Linked DNA regions of Mus musculus: region 2 is linked to region 1. Evidence: chromatin contacts called from public Micro-C data. All regions are on one chromosome and are shown on one strand. The core of a region is the stretch at or near the end of the contact, and the rest is flanking DNA. Distances in the headings are between cores, read along the strand shown. Region 1 holds the start of Tnfrsf11a (tumor necrosis factor receptor superfamily, member 11a, NFKB activator). Region 2 holds the start of Rnf152 (ring finger protein 152).

Evidence for each region. Hi-C and Micro-C count contacts between places; a contact is called where the count stands out from the background.
Region 2: a contact with region 1 is called in a Micro-C map of embryonic stem cells, with 4 times the contacts expected there. The contact joins the promoter of Rnf152 here to the promoter of Tnfrsf11a in region 1. A contact is called at or near these places in 2 of 39 promoter capture datasets (liver and stem cell-derived epiblast-like cells), 1 of 484 Hi-C or Micro-C datasets (embryonic stem cells) and 1 of 115 datasets of contacts at active chromatin or transcription factors (pancreatic cancer cells).

Annotation. Positions count from the first base shown.
Region 1 is chr1:105,777,892-105,785,014 of GRCm38.p6, forward strand. It overlaps Tnfrsf11a (tumor necrosis factor receptor superfamily, member 11a, NFKB activator), which reads left to right and starts at 2,832. Exons shown (of 10, transcript NM_009399.3): 1 at 2,832-2,938. The coding sequence starts at 2,861.
Region 2 is chr1:105,352,801-105,359,256 of GRCm38.p6, forward strand. Rnf152 (ring finger protein 152) reads right to left here and starts at 3,910. Exons shown (of 3, transcript NM_178779.4): 1 at 3,543-3,910; 2 at 2,241-2,363. It overlaps Gm17634 (predicted gene, 17634), which reads left to right and starts at 3,207. Exons shown (of 2, transcript NR_151540.1): 1 at 3,207-4,105.

The DNA.
Region 1 (7,123 bases), core at 1,582-4,081:
TTGTGGACTATATTAGCACTTGTACACATGTGTTACAGAAAAAACTTAGCAAGCATATACATATTCCTGTAAGATTAAAAATTGTTTTTAAAAATTATAAAAGAACTTTGCCCTCAGTGAAAGTTCAGTTGGTCGCTGACTTATAATAGTCAGGAGAATAAACTCCATCTTTTTCAGCTTTGGCACGGCCCAAGAATAATAGCATCCATCACAAGCACTGTGAGAATGTTGGATCCTCCTCCTCCTCCTCCTCCTCCTCCTCCTCCTCCTCCTCCTCCTCCTCCTCCTCTTCCTCTTCCTCTTCCTCCTCCTGACTCAGAGTGCACAATCCTGCCCTGGTGCTAGGCAGTAGCTGAACCACAGCTCCCACTCAGCTGGGAGCAAGAAGGGAAGCAGCCAGCAATCTGCAGAGTCCTGTGTTCTGACCTGTGGCATCTGGGCTGGATTATTTCAACTTGTGGGTTCATCTTCATGTAGCCATGTCATTAATCAGGGAGCATCTGCACTTTTAAACCATCAAAAAATAAAGTTCTAACTTTCTCTTTTCCCCACTGTGCAACTCGGCTGCTACTGAAAATTCACTTCTGTTTGTTGCCTAGAGTCCTGAGCCTCTCTGTACCTCTGTCTGAGCTGCAGAGCTCTTCTCCAGGCTGCAGTGGGGGTACTCACTGCGAGCTTCAGCACTTGCCGCTGTGGACTTCCTAGAAACGATCTTCAACTGCTTCAAGTAAACCCCATGAGGCTGCTGTGCTTGTTTACAAATGTGAAATCGAGCAGTAAGTTGCTTCTCTCATTTACTATGTGAACATCTTTTCAACAAACATGTAGGGGTTTTAAATATTACAAACCATGAAAAGCAAACTTTTCTCTACTGAAATACACATTTTTTTTCGTTGTGTGATTTTTATCAAAATGCTGAAATAAACAGTTTTGTGCATTCCCTCAGTGTGTCAATATGTTAAATTCTTAGACATGGACTTGCTTCTCCAAATGATTTTTAACTTTTTAAGGCAACACACACAGTTTAGTTTCCAGAAAACATAAAAGCAACTGGGTAGTAAACCAATCAGGCTGGACAGCCAAGAATTTAAAAGTCAAGCAAGTATTTTGAGGAGATACAAGGATCCCTGGGGTTCCCTTAGCCAGCCAATCTAGCAGAATTGGTAAGGTCTCTAGGTTTTGTGAACGATTCTGTATTGAGAAGGAGAAGTAATTAAGGAAGATACTCAGCATTGGCCTCAGGCCTACAACGTGCACATGAACACACACACACACACACACACACACACACACACACACGCAAACAAGGATATGTATGAAGCAGGCTAATGATGGGTGACAAAATGGAATCTTAGAAGTAATCCAAAGGACTGTTTTCCAGGAAAGGGTTTTGTAACCTGAAAATTTTCCCACTTTACTGTTTTAAAAATAATATCATTTTAAATCAAAGAGTTCTACTGTAGTATTTTATTTAACACAAAATTGTATTGCAATGCATGAAATAAAATACTGTTTCCAAAATTGTTTTAGAGAAACACAAAGGAAGTCAATAATAAAAGTGGACTAAAGATTCAACAAACAGAAAAAATCAGAAAGGTAATAGACTTCAATTCACCGTATGTGACGATCACTAAATGTGCACGCTCCAATAGGAAGGCAGGAACAGTCTAAAATGTATGCTGCCACTTTAAACAGTCTTGCATGGGAAAGAATCAGATATACTACTTACATAGCATTCATAAGAAAGGTGACATGGCTACACATAAATGTAAAGTAGACCAGAATGTGAAATTTTATGTTGATCAAGAAGGGCATGTTGTGATGATAAAAGGTCAATGTACCGAGAAGACATAAATCGCTATGTCTCAAGGGAGTTTCAAGGATGAGAAAAACTGACAGAATTCAAAGAAATAATAGACAAATCCAGTCTTCCTTGTTAGAAAACTCCATAGTTTCTCAGAATTAGACGGAAAAACCATTAACATGGAGGTCAGAAAGCTGGCAGAGACGGTTCTGGCACTCAAGGAATTGAAAACACTGTGTTTCTGTTGACTGGGAGACAAAGCTCTTCCTCTTACTGTTACTACACAGAGGCAAGGCTGTATGTACCATTGTGTAACCAACACTGACCTGAAATTTGGAAAAAGACAAACCCAGAAGCCAGTAATGAGAATCCCTTAACTAATACGACAGGATCGCTTATTCCTGACTTTAAACTAGTTCTGTATTAGAAGAGGTAAGGTAGGTGACCTAGCGGTTCGGGTGAAGGGCTTCGTTAAGCATGGTGGCAAGTTTCTACCTACCTGGAAAGCTTGCTATGAGTGTTACAGAGGGGGTGAAGGGCAGAGACAGGTGCGGTGACTCGGAGAACAGCCAAGAGGAAGCGGTTGTTGGAGGCGGCCAGAATGAGGGGAAGTATAGGGCTGGGTAAAGGAGGTTTGGGGGAGCCGTGGACACTACATTGTGTAGATTCTTTAGTTACAGTTAAGGAAACCCCAACAGGGGTGCACCTTGTGCAGGCAGGGTCCACAGTGGCGACAAGGCAGGGTCCACTGAAGGCGAAGGACAACCTTGGCAGGGCTATCTAGCGCCTGCACGCAGGTGCTGCACCCAGAGAGCTCAGAGCCTGGGGACACTCGGACAGGACTCCGCGCGGGTCTGAAGCACTCGTGGAATGCCAAAACCATCTCTGTCCCGCGTCACGGCAGCCCACGCTCGGGCACCCCCTGGCGGAGCTGGTCGGCGGCGCGGGGGCAGGTGCCGGGCGGAGCCGGGCGCACGGGGCGGGACGAGGCGGGCGGAGGGCGGCGGCGACCGCCGGTCCACAGAGGCCGCGCGCCCAGCCCGCCCGCACCGCGCCATGGCCCCGCGCGCCCGGCGGCGCCGCCAGCTGCCCGCGCCGCTGCTGGCGCTCTGCGTGCTGCTCGTTCCACTGCAGGTAAGGATCCGCACCGCTGTCGCCTGTGGTCCCCCAGGGTCGAGGTCCTCTGGCGCGCCCCAGCCTCACGAGCACCAGGTGAAACTCGGGGTATCCGGATGGAGACCCCAGCTGGTGCGTGGATCTAAGGGACGGCGACTGGGAGGGTGCTGCGGCTTGGAAAGCTGAGGTTTGCAGAAGCCGGAACCTGGGCCACGGGATCTGTGGAGCACGGAGCTTGGGTGCTACCTTGTTTCTCCGGGTGCACCTAGTAGGCTCTTCCCATCTGTAGCTAACGCGGACCTCTGCGACCCTCAGTAAGATTGTATGTACAGACCAGGTTAGTGATTCCTTCCTAAAACCTGCTACCCTTGGGGGCGTGCTTTCAATCCGCGTGGGTCCCTGGGAGTGCAGGGTCCCTGACTTGGTCTTCACACCCTTCCCTATTTTAGTTTTCTCTCCATCTGCCCCACTGCGAAGGCGGAGAAGTGTAGGAGAGATGTCCTGGATGAGAGTTGGAAGTTTCTTTGGCCAAGCTGACAAGCTTTCCTTTTCGTATGTTCCCTTTTCTCCCTCCGCCCCACAAACAGTTCATGGATCGGCAGGAGTTGCTTGTGCTTAGAAACCTTTGACCATGTTAGGATGAAATATGTCTTTGCAATGGCAGAAACTAGGGTAGTGATGTGCCTCGAGCTATTACTGATGCCAAGAACAAGCCTTGCAATCCCTGCCTCCACCTGGGATGGGTCTGGGCCCAATGGTGATGGACAGGATGTAACTAGAATGCATAGTACTTGGGGACCAGGGCTTTTCTGGCAGCTCTTCAGGCACCATCAGCAGCCTAGAGGAGGAGGCAAAAGTCAGTGTGGAGAATCTCCTCCCTGCAGCCTAAGTCCCTGCAGGAAGAGCTCCCAGATCCCTGAATCCCGCGTTAGGGTCCCTCTGGAGTCGCTAGTGCTTGATAAAGAGCTTGGATCCCAGTTGCTGGTCTGCTGGCAACTGAGGAGTCTCACTGCGGTTCCCGGGAGTGATTTCTTTACCACCGTGTTACTCAGTGTGGCAGCCACCCCAAGCACCAAGCCAAATGTTCACTTCTGTCCGGGTAGACTGAGCTGTTCAATGAAGGGAAGCCTGCTAAACATCATGTGCGCTTGGGGGTTCCTCTGCGGGAAGGGAAAATGTCAGCGAGGTTTCTTGGCTCAGCAGTTTTAGATTCTCCTTTCTCCTGTTAAAACAGTCTTTGGCTTCTGTGAATGTCACTGCCCTAGGTGACCTGGCTGTGTTTGAGGTAAGGAGAGAAGAGAAAGGCAGCTTAGCTGACACCAGGACAGAAATAGTGCAAATGTACTTAAAAATTGGAGCTGCACAGTAAAAAGACTCGCTCTACTTCATTGCCAGCAAATTGGGTCTCTTAGAGTGGGTGAGGGAGGGCAAGGCGCGAGGACCTAACAGAATCGACCATTTGAAGCACTTCAAATGTTGCTTGCTTAATGAAGTGATCAACAGGTCGGACAGGGAGCTACCTTTAAAAACAAAAACAAAAACAAAAACAAAAACTAAAAAACCGGGTCTCTATCAATAGCTAGCTGCCTCAGAAAACCTGCCTGACCACACAGTGAGAGGGAAAAACGTACCCACATTTGATTCTAATAACAGACTAGCATAGCGTTTGGAACTAGCTGGCAGTTCTCCTATTTTGTATGTATGTCTGTGTGCAGGCATGTGCTGGGTGTGTTCTTGGCTGTGCTGGGTATGGGACCAGGGGCTGGTCTGCGAGGACCAGGGGCTGGTCTGCGAAGACCAGCATCTCACCACTAAGCTACATCCTCCACCTCCTCCTATGGTTTCCTCAGCTCAGGGCAAGTGTGTGTGCTTGTTATGCTATCTTATTTAGTGAGCAGTAACCCAAAACAGTTGCTGCATGTTCAGCATAGTCACAGATTTTAAGTTGTATCTTTGATCAGCAGTTGATTGAATTGTGTGCAGAATTCGTGGGCACAGTGAACTGACTGTATGTGGCTTAAGTTGATCTCTCAGATCATCCCGTCCCTACCTTCTTTTTCTCTTCTGCTTTTCTTTGAGGCATTTTAATTACATACATTTTTTATTTGTAACTATATATATATATATATATATGTACAAATATGTATATATGTACATGTATATATTTTAAAACTATTGTGAGCTGTGGGCTAGAGAGCAGACTCATGGCCGTTCTTGCCTGTGGGTGTACCTCCTTGGAGGTCGAATGACCCTTTCACAGGGATCATACATCAAGTATCCTGCATATCAGATATTTCAATTACAATGTATGACATTAGCAAAATTACAGTTATGAAGTAGTAATGAAAATCATTTTATGGGTGGGGAAGGTCACCAAAACATGAGGCACTACATCAAAGGGTTGAGCCATGAGGAAGGATGAGAAACACTGGCTCAGGGGATAATTCGCCTGGAAGCCAGCTCTACCCCCAGCCTTGTGGGTCTGAGGATGAAGCTCCATTCAGAAAGCACGGTGGTAGGTGTGTTTGCCTGATGAGCCATTTCACCTCCCAGTAAGTTTATTGTTCCTCAGTAAGCTTACTGGGAATATGTGCTACTAAAACGCAAATTATTTAGAGGACATTACACCATGAAGATTCACTCTGAGCATTAGTTATATGCATATGAACCATATGCAGACTTCTGCATAGATCATTTCCACTTAGGTGACCAACCCTGAGTGCTCTCGGGAGGCCTTGTTTGTGTCCAGTGGAAGGCCATGCTCTCTTATATCTGTCTTCCCATAATTTCAACTGAATTTGTTTTCAGAGCTAATGAAAATATGCTTTTAAAATGTCTTAAGCCTTATGTTGATAGTTCAGTTGCACAGTTGTCCCTGAGATAACTATGCGTACACATACCAGGTTACCTAAGACCTTGGGGCTGATTCCCTCGATGGCCATTTACAGAGTGTAAAACATGCCATTAAGAAACCGCACAGCCAGGCGTGGTGGCGCACGCCTTTAATCCCAGCACTTGGTAGGCAGAGACAGGTGGATTTCTGAGTTCAAGGCCAGCCTGGTCTACAGAGTGAGTTCCAGGACAGCCAGGGCTATACAGAGAAACCCTGTCTAGAAAAAACAAAAACAAAAACAAAAACAAAAACAAAAAAAACCGAGCAAATGTGTAATTGGATCTGCCCAGGTTATAGTCTAAAGGCAGAGACAATGGGAGAAGCTGTACCGGTCATAAAGAAGTGTGTGATAAGAAAAGCACATTGGAGAGGGAGGAGGGAGGAGGGAGGAGGGAGGAGGGAGGAGGGAGGAGGGAGGAGGGAGGAGGGAGGAGGGAGGAGGGAGGAGGGAGGAGGGAGGAGGGAGGAGGGAGGAGGGAGGAGGGAGAGGGCGTGCTTTGGGAAGAAGAGTTTTCTCAAGTAGTCTTTGAAGGATGGGGAGATCAAGCTTCAGAGAAGAAGTGATCCAAGAGGTGGGTCAGGAAGAAAGCTTTCTAGGTCAAGGGGATGGTGCGTGTGGTTTAGACATAAAGGGATCTTGCCAATGAGAAACCACCAGTGTTTATGACCTTACAGATTAGCACAAGGCCCTGAATTCAGGAAACGCACCAAACAGATGAGGCATTAAACCTTTACAGTTTTGAGATAACTCAGACACAGCCTTTATTGAGGTGGTAAGGCAGGCTATAAAGAAGGAGGCTCTGGAAAAGCCTATGGGGCCCCTTCCAAGGAAATCCCCTAGGCCGTGGCTACATTTGAGCTTTGTGCCTCACTGCCTCATTTTAGTTGGGAGACCTGTGTATGGATTAGCTTTTTGTTTATGAACATGGACACACAGTTATGAGCTTTCAGATGTTGGGTTGCTGGGACTTAAGATGTCTCTCCTCTTGCTTCCTTTGGCCTCTGGGACTGTGATAGAAGCATTGTCAGTCAGGGACTGTGAGCTTGCTTTTTCGTTATCTACCCTGCAGTTGTTCTTACACCAGGAAAAAGGTAACAATGGACTCTCTGAAGGTCAATAAATCACTGTTTTATGAAGCCCTGGAAAGGGGAGTTCCAGGCTCAGCTCTCTCTAGAGAGGGCTGTTTTGAGAAGGTGTAGAGTGAACTTTATCTGCCGTGGAAGTATCAGAAAAAAGTCCCTTGTTGAATTTTCTTATTTTTGGAGTGCAGAGGGGGAAAGTGAGCAATTTTCCCACCTTAGGTGTTTGA
Region 2 (6,456 bases), core at 2,660-5,159, 420 kb before region 1:
ATTATGGGGTAGACTGAGTGATACCTGAGCCACTTTCTTGAGAGCAGTGATTCCATAAGACCAAGTTTGAGCAAGCCTCTATCAGTTTAGGGCCTGAGCAACTACAGCGAGCCTGGCCTTTCTATTCTGCAAGCCCAGGAAAGAAATGGTCGGGCACTGGTATGTTGAATATTCCTCACTACAGCAAAATCAATAACACCTCAGTACTTTAAAATGAGTGAGAAGAAACCTACAAAAGTCTACCTGTCCCCATCTGCTTTCTAAATCAGGTGACACAGGAATGTAGACATTATTTTGAACTTGATGCACAGCTGACTGCTGAACAAGAAGGTCCAGGTAGAATAGTCATAAAGAAATGAAAAGAAAATGGCCTCCCTACATTGGTGGAGCCTCAGCAGCCATGGAAATCCAACTGAAGAGTTCAATGTCTGTAAAGAAAAGGCTACTTCTGACCCAGCCCAGACATTTGGGGAATTCAGAACATTCTAGAGAAAACGACAATCAAGCAGAGGTTGTGTGAGCCTCCTCAGACGTGCAGGCCTTCTCAGTCACTTCCAAGTAAGACCTGCATTTCTTTGTCTCCCTATAATCTCTTTGAGGGTGATTCATGACCGTTGTCTCTATCCATCACTTACCCCTTGGCACCTTGCACAGAATCCGTATTTCTGTTAAGTACACAAAAGCGTCTGCAGGGTGAACAAGTAAACACTGGACTCAAAGGTCAGCTATGCCAGCCTAGAGCTAAGCCCACCTCCCGAGACCCCAGGAAGAAGATGATGTAAAGAAGATGACCCCAGGGAGCTGATGTAAATCAACATTTCATTATGAGTTATCACAGCACATGATGAAAAATTACAATAAAATCTAATACTACACTATAGCTATCTTTGTTCTTGGACATGCAATTACATGTGCAGGCAGCTATTTTTCTATGTGGAAAATTGTGTGTGAGGGTTTTTTTTTTTCCTATTAAAAAGCCACACCCTTGATTCTATTGCATTATTACATTCCCTATTATTCCATCACGTGGTTTTTCTTCTTGCTGTAATCCAGGACACACCCAGAATTACTGCTGACAGAAAAATCACCTGTCAACATACCTTCATCCTAACACCATGTTGGTAATCTTGTCTCTGCAAAGCAGTAGCCTTTGTTTTAGCTAGAACAAAATGACTGCCCCACTTCTAATGGTTTTCCAAGCTTTCAGTAGAAGGGTCAACGTTGGTGTCACTCCTGGTTTTAAAGCCACCTTTAGAAGCAAAACTATCCTAGAACAGAATGACAAACATCTTAAGCTCTTTAATTAGTTTTAGAGGGATTTTCGAGAAAAACTGTAAAGAGCATCCACTCTGGTCCTTGATGCTGTTATACTGCAAAAGAGGTCTCAGGAGCCAATGGTCCTCAACAATCTGACCTCCCTATAAGGAAAGCCTGGATCTAGCCCATGCTCCAGCCCATGGGATGCTAAAAGCTCTGGATTCTAGGAAGGCATGCCAGTGCTGAAATGTGTGTCCTGGTACATCTGAAGGTGAGTTTTCAATGAATTCTATCATGATAGGCCAGAGTTTTAGGGAAAGAACCAAAATCTAAAGGAAAAAAATGGAGAAAGAGAGGATAATGATTTGTGTCTATATAAAGGGAAACATAACTAAAGCTCTGTCTCTTCTATGTTCGTTCTGCTCCTACCCAGCAGCCCTCTCTGCTACCTGCCAGTAATTTAGCATCAGCCTGCCCTGATACTTTGGCAATGAAAAGATGGGAGAGAAACAGTCCTTCTTCCTCAGAAGGCCACTGCATGTGACCAATGCCCGAACTGAGCACTGGTCAAATATCTTATGAGCTTTATGATTATTAACTTTCCCACAATATCTTTAATTAGAAGACATCTCCACTTTACACAAAACACTGTCTTATCCAAACCCATATTTATGTACAACTGTCTGTGTACTGACAGCATCAAAATTCACACCATCCAGTGGAACTAATACAGGTCCAATATAAGTGGCTCCCAGTGACCTCTCCAAAAGGAAAGGATGAAGTCATTTGCAATGTTGGTGGAACAAGACATTCGAGTGAAGTCCCAAAGGTAGGACAGACTTTTTTTGCTTGCTTGGGTGGCCCCTACTCCCTCACAAATACAAATGCTGTGAAAGCAGAAACACCCAGGCAGCCCTGTGTCAGCGCTGTGGGCCCAAATGACCCAGAGACACCCAGGCAGTTACCCAGATCATTGGGGTTACCTGAATCTGTCACGCGTCCCTTTCACCCCCTTCTGCGTGTTGACATCAAGTGGAAACAGTAAGCGTTTGGGAGACAAGAGGCTGACAAGCAGGAAGCGCGATTGAGACCCAGCTTTGTTCAGCCTGCAGTGAAATACATGCAGTAATAGTTAGATACTCCCAGCACAGACAGAAATCCAAGCACCCTCCGAGACCACTGGAACACGAGTAGGCGTCCCGAGAGGATGAGAATGGGGGGTAGAAGACTGGTAAAACAGGGAAGGGTCATTAAGGCTCTCCTGGATAAATAATCACCTCCTGGCTCCTCTGCAGTCTACGCCCCCCCTGCCGCGCCCCCAAGTTATCCCGCGGTAAAGCGGCTACCATCAACCGTAATGCCTCAGAAATATAGGAGTCAGGATGGAGAATACCATCATCTTTTTAAGGCAAAATGCTAGCAAAATACACGAGTTAAGCCCACACAGCTAGCAATGCGGGGCATGTAGTCGCCTGCCCAGACAAACACACACACACACACACACACACACACACACACACAATCAGGGATGCATCTGAGAGTATCCTTTCGTTGCCTGGCCACCACCTCAAGTCACTGTCTCTGTTTTGTCAATTACCCTACTGTTTCCAAATCTATGCAGCACTCCCCCACCACACCCCCACGGTAGGCGGGATCCCAAACCAACACTGTGGAGAAGCTCCCCACAAGTCCTGCCGGCTTTGTCCTGCTGCTGTCCTTCCAGAAGCAAGCGCCCCAGGCCCGTGGGTCCGCACAAAAGACCCCCAGAATCTGGCCCTCCATTCGGCCCCCTTTTCCAATAATGGCTTGGGGGCAACTTCTAGCTAGGAATCGGGAGTAGGAAGGCAGGACAGGACTGGAGGGGACGACCCAGGGCTTGAGAATGCTGGGGGGGGGGGGGGGGCACGGCAGGGATGTGCGCGCACCTCAAGGGCGCGTGCGGCGCGTGCATGAGGCGAGCTCCCGGGACCAGAGCTCCAGGGGGCATCCCAGGACTCCGAGGAACCAGAGTCAGCTGCCATGACCCCATCGCGCTCCCAACTCAAAGCAAAGCCCGAGGAAAACCCAACTCCCGGGACCACCTCCTCGAGAGACGCCTCTCCAGCTCCGCACTCCTTTAACCAAACAAACCACCCCAATCATAGTCCAGGAAGAACCTCCAGTTATATCTCAGGCTACCGTTGCCCTTTCCCGCTTTCTCCTAGGCACAGCCTTCCACGCGAGTCCCCTCTGCACCCGGGACCTGGGAGCACACTGAACAGGAAAACAAACCGAAACTCACTGACCTCTCTCAGCAGCAGGCTCGGCTCTGTTACGCCGCCGGCGGCTGCAGCAACGTCGGAAGCATCCCGGGGGTCCGCACTGCCCGCTGCGCTCTGCTAGACGAGCGCTGAGGGCCGGCTGCTGCCTGCTCCTCCCGCCGCAGGTTGCGGGGCAGCGCGGGCAGAGTGGCGGCAGCGCCTCCCGCAGCCCAGCCCTGCTCGTCTCTCCTTTGGCTTCAGGCGGCGCCCTCCACCTGCCCGGCTGTCCTCCGCCTCCACGATCGGACACCCGCCGCCAGGCACCGGACACTGAGCGGAAGCTTTTGGTGTCACCCCCAGAGACCCAAGCACTGAAGGGAGCGGGAGGCTGAGTGAGCTCTGCTCCGCGGACCGCCCCTCCCCGGCGGCTCCACCCCCTCCCGCACTCCACCCGGCAGCTTGGCCGGCACGTCCGACTGTCTGTCTGTCGGTCGGTCCCCAGTGGCCAACCTCTTGGTGTGGGTGGGGAAGCAGGGACGCGCCCTCTACCCACCGTAGACCAGCGAGCACCTGGACCGAGCACGGAAGGAGGACCTGAACGGTATCAGGTGTGACCTAGAGGCCGAGCACCACAGGCTAGAACGACTGGGACTGGCCAAGGTGGTGACCCAGCTGCGGCTCTGGACTCAAGACCACAGGGGAGAGGGAGGAGTCTAGGCTATTGCCTTTCCCCTGGGTTCTTTTTGGCTGCCCCTGAAAGTTCACTAACCCAACAAGGGCAGGAACCTGTCAGCATGGAACGGGATATGCTCCCAAAGAGCCCCACAGGGACACCTCACACCTCAACCTCCTGTGTAAAGGAAGCTCACAGGAGAGGTGAACAGGAAGGAGCCTAGAGGGTCTACTAAGTTTACCCTATTGCCCACCTTAAAACCCAACTTCAGGCTCAGAGGTAAAGTGCTTGCTTGCCTAGGGTGCATGAATCTGGATTTATCCTCTGTACTCCTAAACAGAAACAAAGCCCTTACCTTTGGGATATGCTTTTAATGTCATGTAACCCCAGGAGAATCTAAAGATAAGGTCTCTTCCTGCTTTTTCACTTAACATATAGTGGAGAAAAGGGGAGATAGGTGTCCCCTGCTGGTCTGGGGCACCATGCCTGAGTTCTGGGGCCTTTTGGGATCCATTCTATTAAGAAACTGAAAACTGACCTGAGTTATGTCTCCTCATCTCTGTGGTTCAGCTAAAGGAGCTCTGTTAATGCACAGAGCAAATGGCTTCTTCTAGACTTCAGGTACTGGGCTCCCTTCATGGGTCCTATGTTCCTTCTTACACAGCAGTGGTTCTCAACCTTCCTAATACCGTGACCCTTTAACACAGTTGCTCATGTTATGGTGACCCCCCCAGCCATAAAATTGTTTTTGTTGCTAACTTCATATAGCAACATTAGCTACTGTTACAAATCAGAATGCAACTATCTGTGTTTTCCAATGGTCTTTTGTGACCCCTGAAGGGGTTGTGACCCACAGGTTGAGAACTGCTGTTGTTCCAGAAGTCCTGAGACCCATGATGGCTCTGTATGAGCTAATGAATCCGTGTTGGCAGCTGGTCCTACTTGCTTTGTCCCACGTGTACAACTTGTGAATTGGTGTTCCAATCAGGCTATTAACACATCGGGAGGCGGGGGCGCGGGGGGGGGGGCGGGGGGGGGACCTGCATCCGGGAGACCCACAAAGCTTGCAGTCTCTGGATCCCAGTAGGAGCTCTGCTTCCTCCAGTCACCAGGCAGACTCTTGCTCCATTGTTCCCTTATCACCTCTACAGCACCCACAGAGGCTCTGCATGCATGTCTTAGGAACCTAAGGTTACTTTGCAAGAATATCTTTAACTTCACCATCAATGTGGGGGTGGGATTAGCCCAGTGGAGGTTGTACAGACCTCCTGCAGAGGCAGAAGGATCTCTGTAAGTTCGAGGCCAGCTTGATCTACAGAGCAAGTTCTAGACAATCAGGGCTACATAGAAAAACCCTGTCTCAAAAAAATAATTTTTTTTAATAAAAAAATTAAAAAGGCCTTTTGGAGGCAGAGTCTCATACATGTAGCCTAGGCTAAGCTGGAATTTATCAGGCAGCACAGACCATTCTGGTACTCCTCCTGCCTCATTTTCCTAAGAACTGGAATTCCTAGTTTTTAGTTATATTTTATTTAGGGAGAGGGGTGCACACCGGTGACAGTATAGGTATGGAGGACAGGTTGCACTTTCAAGACTCCGTTCTCCCCTTCCCCATGAGACTGCACTCAGATCATCAATCTAGGATCAGGCAATCTAGGACAGGCATCTTATTCACTGAGCCATGTTGTGGACTCTGGAAAAAAATAATAATGAGAAACTAGGCAAGGTATTAACAACTCAGATGTTGGTCAGGGACTTGAAATAAAGAAGGTGATTCATAACACCCCAACATTTTACCAGCAGAGCTTAGCCCAGAAATATTATTATGCATGAGTGCCTCTCAAGATTGCTTTTAGGAAAGCAATTTCAGGATTCAGTAATTATTCTAAAATGTTTCAAACTGCCCCCCCCCAGTTGCTTTCTAGACAATTCTTTGAAGTGAGAAATGCAAGAATTCAGCATGTAGAAGGTTAACACCTCCAACTCTATTCATTTCCACTGGCTGGGATTTTAATTCACAGAGCATCATGGGTGTTCTGCCTTCTGTCCAGTCTTGTAAAGCTGTCACACAGAGAAGGTTAATTAACTGGGGCAGGCTGCAATGGGGCAGTTCCTAAGACACACTGGAGGTCAGAATCTGGACAGGTAGCTACGGTCTAAGTCAGGGCAAGAACCGGCAGAACGTGTTGTAACAAATTCATCTGTGGGGCACCCAGGAGCAGAGCAGCTAGGACCAGTCTGAGTTTCGAAGTACAAGCTGGCAAAGTCCTGCCAGAGAAGCTGCTG